Linked DNA regions of Gasterosteus aculeatus: region 1 is linked to region 2. The links are chromatin contacts, called in public Hi-C maps. All regions are on one chromosome and are shown on one strand. Each heading gives the region's core, a stretch centred on a gene start, on an enhancer-like site or on the middle of the called end of the contact. The rest is flanking DNA. Distances are from core to core; before and after follow the strand shown. Region 1 overlaps foxp2 (forkhead box P2). Region 2 holds the start of ppp1r3aa (protein phosphatase 1, regulatory subunit 3Aa).

Region 1 (3,480 bases), core at 210-2,709, 92 kb before region 2:
ATGTGAGGGGGGGGGGGGGTCTGTGTGTGACACAATTATCTCAGGAAGGGATTCTGGGTCAGAGGATAATGAGTTCACTTCGTTGGTTCACATTCTTATTTTCACTTGACTACCTAAGAAAAAAAGAATGAAATGAACACCGAAACAGAGTTTACAACAGTAGAGTGTGTTCCCACGAATGTACATACAGAACATGTTATCATCACATACGTTGCTTGGAGTAATCTGTTGGTACTCACATGTGTACTGGTGGGGAGTACCCGGGGCTGCCGTGTCCGTTGGTGTCCAGGTGGTCGAGTGAGCCGTTGTAACCGTCGTGGGCAGAGTGCATCAGGGTGGGGGGGCTGCCGCTTAGCGTGCACGGGGGGCTGCAGCCCAGCAGGCCATGCGGGCTCCCGCCCAACATTCCGGTTGGGCTCCCGCCCAACAGTCCGGGCGGACTCAAGCCCGTCAGGATGGACGGATCTCCGCCCAGGAGGCCGTGGCAGCTGCCTCCCATCGGGCCCGTGGAGCCGCTGTTCATGAGGCCGGGGGTCCCCAGCAAGGGCAGGGAGGTCTCAGCCAGGGCCGCCTGCAGGAGGGAGGGAGGGAGGGGAGGGAGGGAGGGAAACGGAATATTGAGGATTAGAGTGTAAATGAAGGTTGGTGGAATATGCAGGAAAGGTATTAGGGGAGAGGCATGTCAAAAGGGGTGTAATAGTTTAAACGTGTAAATGTTGGGAGGCAGGCATGGCGTGTGGAGGGAGAGGGTGGGGGGGGGGGGGATGCATGACATACGGCAGGTGAGAGAACGGTAAGATTTCCTTCAGTAATTATTAAAACACACTCGTCGCAATGTTTTTTTTCCACTCTGTGGCTGCCTATTATCCACCTTGTGACACCTTGCTGACAACCACCTCCCCCCCCAGCTGCCATTCATCTGCCCTTCTGTGGAGTGGCTATTAAAAAAAGTCCCTCAAAACTTTACCTCAAAATAATAAAAACTCCCGACACTTTTGCCTGCTGTGCATTAAAGTTGTATACAGGGATTCAAGTTTTTGCTATAAGCACCTCACCGGCGTACACTATGAAGCCAAATCATTTATGACAGTTTAGATAAATATTAATGCACATGCCCTTGCATTTGCACATGCCACTACCAATCTCTGGTGGCTGCCACAGCGAAGAGAAAGGGAAAGAAAGTGGAGGGGAGTTGCTTCCGGATTTGACCACAGGGTGGCCTTCTGAGTTTGACGGTGTTCAGGATAGAGAGGGAGACAGAAGGAGAAGGGATACAGGAAAAACACAAGCAGAGAATAAGGAGTATAAGGACAACAAAAGCAAAAAAGGCAACCACGTTTGTGAATGTGGAGACAAGCCGCGCTCATTCAGACAGAAATTTGGTCAGCCGGTGTTCAGTCAAACAAACGGGTGGCTGGTGAGTCAGAGCTTCTCTGAGGCTTTTGCTTCATACCTGTAAGCTGGCGTTTAGTGCAGTTCCGTAGCCAAGACTGGAGGGCAGGTTCTTGACAAGTGACGGGCTTCTGGATAAACATTCAAACAGAAAAGAAATGAGTACAACCTGGAACTTGCCTTGTTCCCAATAATGTCATCAGTTTAAACAGAAAATATATTAAATAGTAGTCAAAAAAGCTGCATGGATGGAAGACTAAACAGTCCACATAATTAAAAGGTAAGAAATAACTGGATAGAAAAGGAGACGGAGAGGAGGACCCTAACCCATCAGGCCCTCTGATCCTCCACATGTCGTTGACCTTCAGATCTGGATCTAAGGAGAGGTGACAGCATTCGTACCCTGTGATCTTCTGCGACCTGCGTTTCTGGTACTCCATCTCGTCTACCGTCCACACCGCCCCCTTCACGTTCTCCACACGCACAAAGCACTTGTGCAGACTGAGGTTGTGGCGAACGGCGTTCTGCAGAGAGACATGACACACGGGTCAGAGGGATGAAGTAAAACGAATCACATTCGTTCATTAACCGTCAAGGAAAGAAGAAGGCTTGGAAATAGATTTTTTCTTTTTTTTTTTTGCTTGCATTTGGAAGAAATTCTTAACATTCACGCACCATTGATTTAATTAGTAAAAATTGAGTGAGAGCGAATGCTCTTACAAGTCCTGCACACAGTACATATCAATCAGAGTAAGTAGGCTAAAAGGAGGTAATCAGCATAGCGAATGGCTTATGGTGGTGACAGAAGTGGTAATGCCGGCCTTGATAATGGTGATGTCAGTAACCCTTTCTGCTCCAGAAAAGCATTTCTCTTAATGGACACATCGCTTTAAAGATGACAGAATTGCAAGAAAAAAGACAGTCATCAGGAGGCCCTTGTGTCAGTGTGTGTGTACTGGGGAGTGTGTGTGTGCCTGAAAGAATAGGGAGGATTAAGATGAAGTGTATCTGACATCTATATGTCCAAATATTCTCCATAATGGGTCACATTGGCCGTTGAATAAATGCCTAAATGACACGTCACCTTTCAAACTTCTGAAAAGCTGTGTTTGAATTAAAATGTACGTACAATCATACAATAAACCAGTGGGGTGTTTTTATAATTACAAAATAAAGAAAGCGTATTGAAAAAAGCGCTCCTATATTAATATGACCATACGACCATAATTAAAACATGCATCAGACTCTACAAATAATAACCTTGGCTTTAATATATCTGCCACCCATATTTATCATCTCCCTTATGTCGGTGTGTACTGCTCTTTCTAAAAGAAAAAAGGACAAAAAAAAAAGAAGAAAAAGCTCATAAGCAGATTTCGCATCTGACCTGAAAATCCCAGGATTTGATTGATCTTAATGCCCATGGCTGTGAAAATGATAATTTTAATATTAATGAGCAAATGAGCAGTTTTATTATGCATGCTATATAGTTAGAACTAATAAGCTTCTGGGTGAGAGAAAAACAGAGAGAAAGGGGGGACGAGGGGGGTCTTTTTTTGAGCTGTTCAGACCAAGCTGAGATATTAAACTTCCTTTCTTTTCTTCTTCCCTCTTTAAAAACAAAAAACAAAATCTCACCCGTTAATCAAACGACAAGCCAAACGCTGATCACCGCCCTAATGCTTACAAAGGGAATAGTGGAGATGTGGATGTAAATAGATCATTGTGAGAGCCAGGAGACCAGATATTTCTAATGTCATTGTGATAGCATTGGTATTTTATCACGGGAAAGCAAAATGCACAAAAAAACCCCACATTTGAAATGGTACATTTGTGCAGCAAACATTAGCCGCAAAAACCTCAGAAAACAAATCGTGTCACAACATTACCGCTAAGCAAAACACTGTACCTAACAAACTGGAAAAGGGCACCGATCTTCTTGCATGCCCTCCTGAATTGGTGATCACACGCCCATGTGCTCATTTGCATCCCAAATCCAAATTAATTCACTTTGCTTAAATCTAGCACCGCGCCAGGTCTTGCATACTGATGAGCCGCTGGCCGGGTTTTCCCTCCAGTCCTCTGCTC
Region 2 (3,266 bases), core at 399-2,898:
GCTGTCTTCTTTCTTCTTTTTTTAAACCGCTGAGACGTTCACGGTCAAGAAATGATTGTCCAGAATATTATCAACTGAAAGAAAGAAAGGTGGAAGGGGGGGGGGGACACGTTTTAAACATGTTACAAACGCCCGTCTTATTCTCTCTATTATCAATATTCAAAATTATATTTCATGTTGATTATAACGACTTTTATACTGATTTATTGTGGTAAATATAATTGGTCCACATTTATTTTTCTTTCGTCTGAATGTGTTTTCGCCCCGATAGTTATATTGACTAAAATCATAAAATAGTTGTCCTCATTAGTGATTGTTATTGATATAAATATGCCGTTACTATCCATGAAATCCATAATGTCCAAAGACTGGCCTGGCTTAAAAAAAGAAAATGAAGAGTAAATGATGATTCATGTGTTGTTCGAGTAAAAAAACGGGGTAGCCGTATAGTGTTTCTAGCATGCAATCATTTGATTTATTGTTTTTTCGTGTTTTGTTTGTGTCATATATCGTAATGCTAATTGAAAAATCCTCAAATAACAAGTAGGAGGAAACAGCTTCTAGGAAGTGGTGAGGATGCGAAGGGGAAACAAACTTGGCGTAAATGTGGTGGTTTGCTGCCACCTAGTGGTCACTTCTGATTGTTATTAAAAGTGTCCGAGGAAAACAAACGAAGGGATGGAAAGTACAAATTTAATCAATCTGGTATTTGCCATATTAGATTTCTTTTGTAATCTGATCACACAGTGCCATTTACTGATCTACATTAGACATGAAACTTATCTTTTGTTAATAAATTCAAAGGGCTGACAAAATAATTGGAGCAAACACATTTGCTTGGATAGTTGAAAAGAGGAATTGATCCAGCTTTTGATTACTGTGTTACTGTCTTCACAGCAGGTTATTCCCTCATTTGTCAGCTTCCTTTCTAGTTGTGAACCCTTGAATTGAATTTTTTTTTAAATCTAGTGTTGTCTGATTGGTAGCAGCTAAGTACTTTTTAAATGAATGAATGTAACAGTATTACGAATGTATACCTAAATATGTTCGCAGTTATTTAGAGAGTTGTATAGCTATAGCATTTATAACACTAGTTTGTATACATCTGCCTTTACCAAAGTTGCAAATGAGAATTCTTTTATACTATTTAAAGACAAAAGGTGCAATTAAAACTAACAATAGAACCCTTGTCTTTAAGAAAACATGGAACAAAGGGTCCTTTGAGGAGAAAGAGTGGCTCACCTACCTGGAAAGGATCGTATAACGAGCCCTAAAGTCTATTTACAAGATATACTGGATATGCGGGTATCCAGTATATCTACACACACACAAATTCTACTCGCTACAAAGAACAGGACAATCCCCAGTCTTCTCTTGCAGGATGCAATAGACCTGAACAATGAAGGCTGCAATGATACACAATGATACAAGAGGATCAGCAGGTATTCAATCACAGAATCAGCAGCAATAATTATCTGAGACATCATCGATGATAACACAACATTTTATTCTTCTTTTCTGTCTACAGGTGGAGGTCAGAGGTCAGATTTAGCTCATTTGGGTGCAGGTCAACTTACTGTAGGATCCAGGTGTATAAAATCATAGAAATCCCCTGAAACAGTGTTACTCATACCTGTCTGTGTACAATCATTAACTGAATAGTTTCTTATATAAAGGTAGCACATTGTTACAGATATTTGCTGTGTGTAACTGATTATAGCCTATGTGAACAATCACACCACCCTGATTGTGTCAGTATTTTGAGCTAAATGCTAATGTGCCTTTCTGATTTTCACCTAGTTTAATATCTTAGCATGCCAATCATTCTTCATGATACAAAATTCTGAACAAATGGACATTTTGACCTGATGATGGCGCTAGAGGTCACAACAATTCATTTAGGAATCAATATCAGTGCAAAGTTAGAATAACTATAATATGAATGTGATCAATGGTGACATGTTTTAGTCTGGAGAACCAACTGTCTGTCTAGTTTCCTATTATGCAAATCCTGCCAGGAGCAACACCACCTTCTGGTATAAAGATGTCCAGCTACGTGTTTACATGCACATATTACAGTAAATCTCACAGTGATAAAATGATTTACGACCCGGAGACCTTGTATACCATTGTACTCATACTAAAACTTCCATTTCAGCCTTATCTTTATCGTGTTCTTAATTAACCCACACTGTTGAAAAACAAATCGTTATTTTGGGGCACAGAATATTTTCACAAAATACAGACACCCCGCTCATGTGTTTCAAACATGTTCTTGAAAGTGCTTTATAAAAGCTGCGTTTCCCTTTATTTATTTGAGTAACTACCAAACACGTCGTACGATGATAACTGAGAGGATAACTGGCCTGCCACGGTCGAGTTAGATGTGTCCTATTAATAGGCCTGGCTCACGCTCCAAATGTCCAGCTGTAACCAAACTCCACCCGTCAAGTCACGTCCTCTCCTTGCTCCCCCTCCTGCAGTGCCACTGCTGCCAGGTCAGGGGCACTCTGGTCTGTGCCTCCCTCCGAGCCAGACGGACGGCAGTACGGGCAGACCCCCCCCCCACCCCACCTCGCACATTATGGATGTTCTGCACATCCCACCCTTGGAAGAGGAAGGGGAGGCTATGGAGGTGGAAAGCCAAGGAAATGGGGAGCAGGAAGAGGGAGGAAAGGAAGCTTCGTCCCCGATGGGTTCCGCCACAGACGAGGAAACGGACGAGGACTCCGAACCGGAGCCCCCACCGGTCATTCGGAGGAAGGTGTCCTTCGCAGATGCGTTCGGCCTAAACCTGGTATCGGTCAAGGAGTTCGACAATCCCGAAGTGGCGGAGTCAGAAGTCAACCGGCACACCAAAAACGAGGCCACCCATCACCCGGAGGAGTTCTACGTGTCCTGTCTCTTCACGGTCCCCTCGTCCCCAGAGGAGCTAGAACAGAGGCTGCGAGAGCAGATGGTTGAGCTCGAAAGCATCGAGCTCCTGCCGGGAACCACCACGCTCCGCGGCACCGTCAGGGTGGTCAACCTCTGCTACACCAAATCCGTTTATGCCCGGATGTCCCTGGACCGCTGGACAAGCTTCTTTGACCTGTCAGCGGAGTACGTGCCTGGATCTAGTGATTGGAAAACCGACAGGTTTACCTTCCAGCACACTCTGGTGCCTCCTTTTGAAAGGGAGGGGACCAGAGTGGAGATATGTCTGCGCTATGAGACTTCAGTGGGCACCTTTTGGGCTAATTGCAAGGAGATGAACTATGTGCTGT

Evidence for each region. A called contact is a pair of places that touch in the nucleus more often than the background predicts.
Region 1: a Hi-C map of skeletal muscle shows a contact between it and region 2, with 4 times the contacts expected there. The contact joins the enhancer-like site here to the promoter of ppp1r3aa in region 2. A contact is called at or near these places in 3 of 6 Hi-C or Micro-C datasets (skeletal muscle and tail fin).

What each region holds. Positions count from the first base shown.
Region 1 is chr4:28,514,425-28,517,904 of fGasAcu3.hap1.1, reverse strand. foxp2 (forkhead box P2) reads right to left here. Exons shown (of 18, transcript XM_078101794.1): 15 at 1,795-1,916; 16 at 1,454-1,523; 17 at 240-571. Among protein-coding and RNA genes, the nearest start is that of mdfic, 29 kb to the left of the region's middle. Within about 2 kb of position 1,459, at least 3 of the 9 cell types and tissues checked have open chromatin away from gene starts, as enhancers often do.
Region 2 is chr4:28,422,601-28,425,866 of fGasAcu3.hap1.1, reverse strand. ppp1r3aa (protein phosphatase 1, regulatory subunit 3Aa) reads left to right here and starts at 1,648. Exons shown (of 4, transcript XM_040173977.2): 1 at 1,648-3,266. The coding sequence starts at 2,420.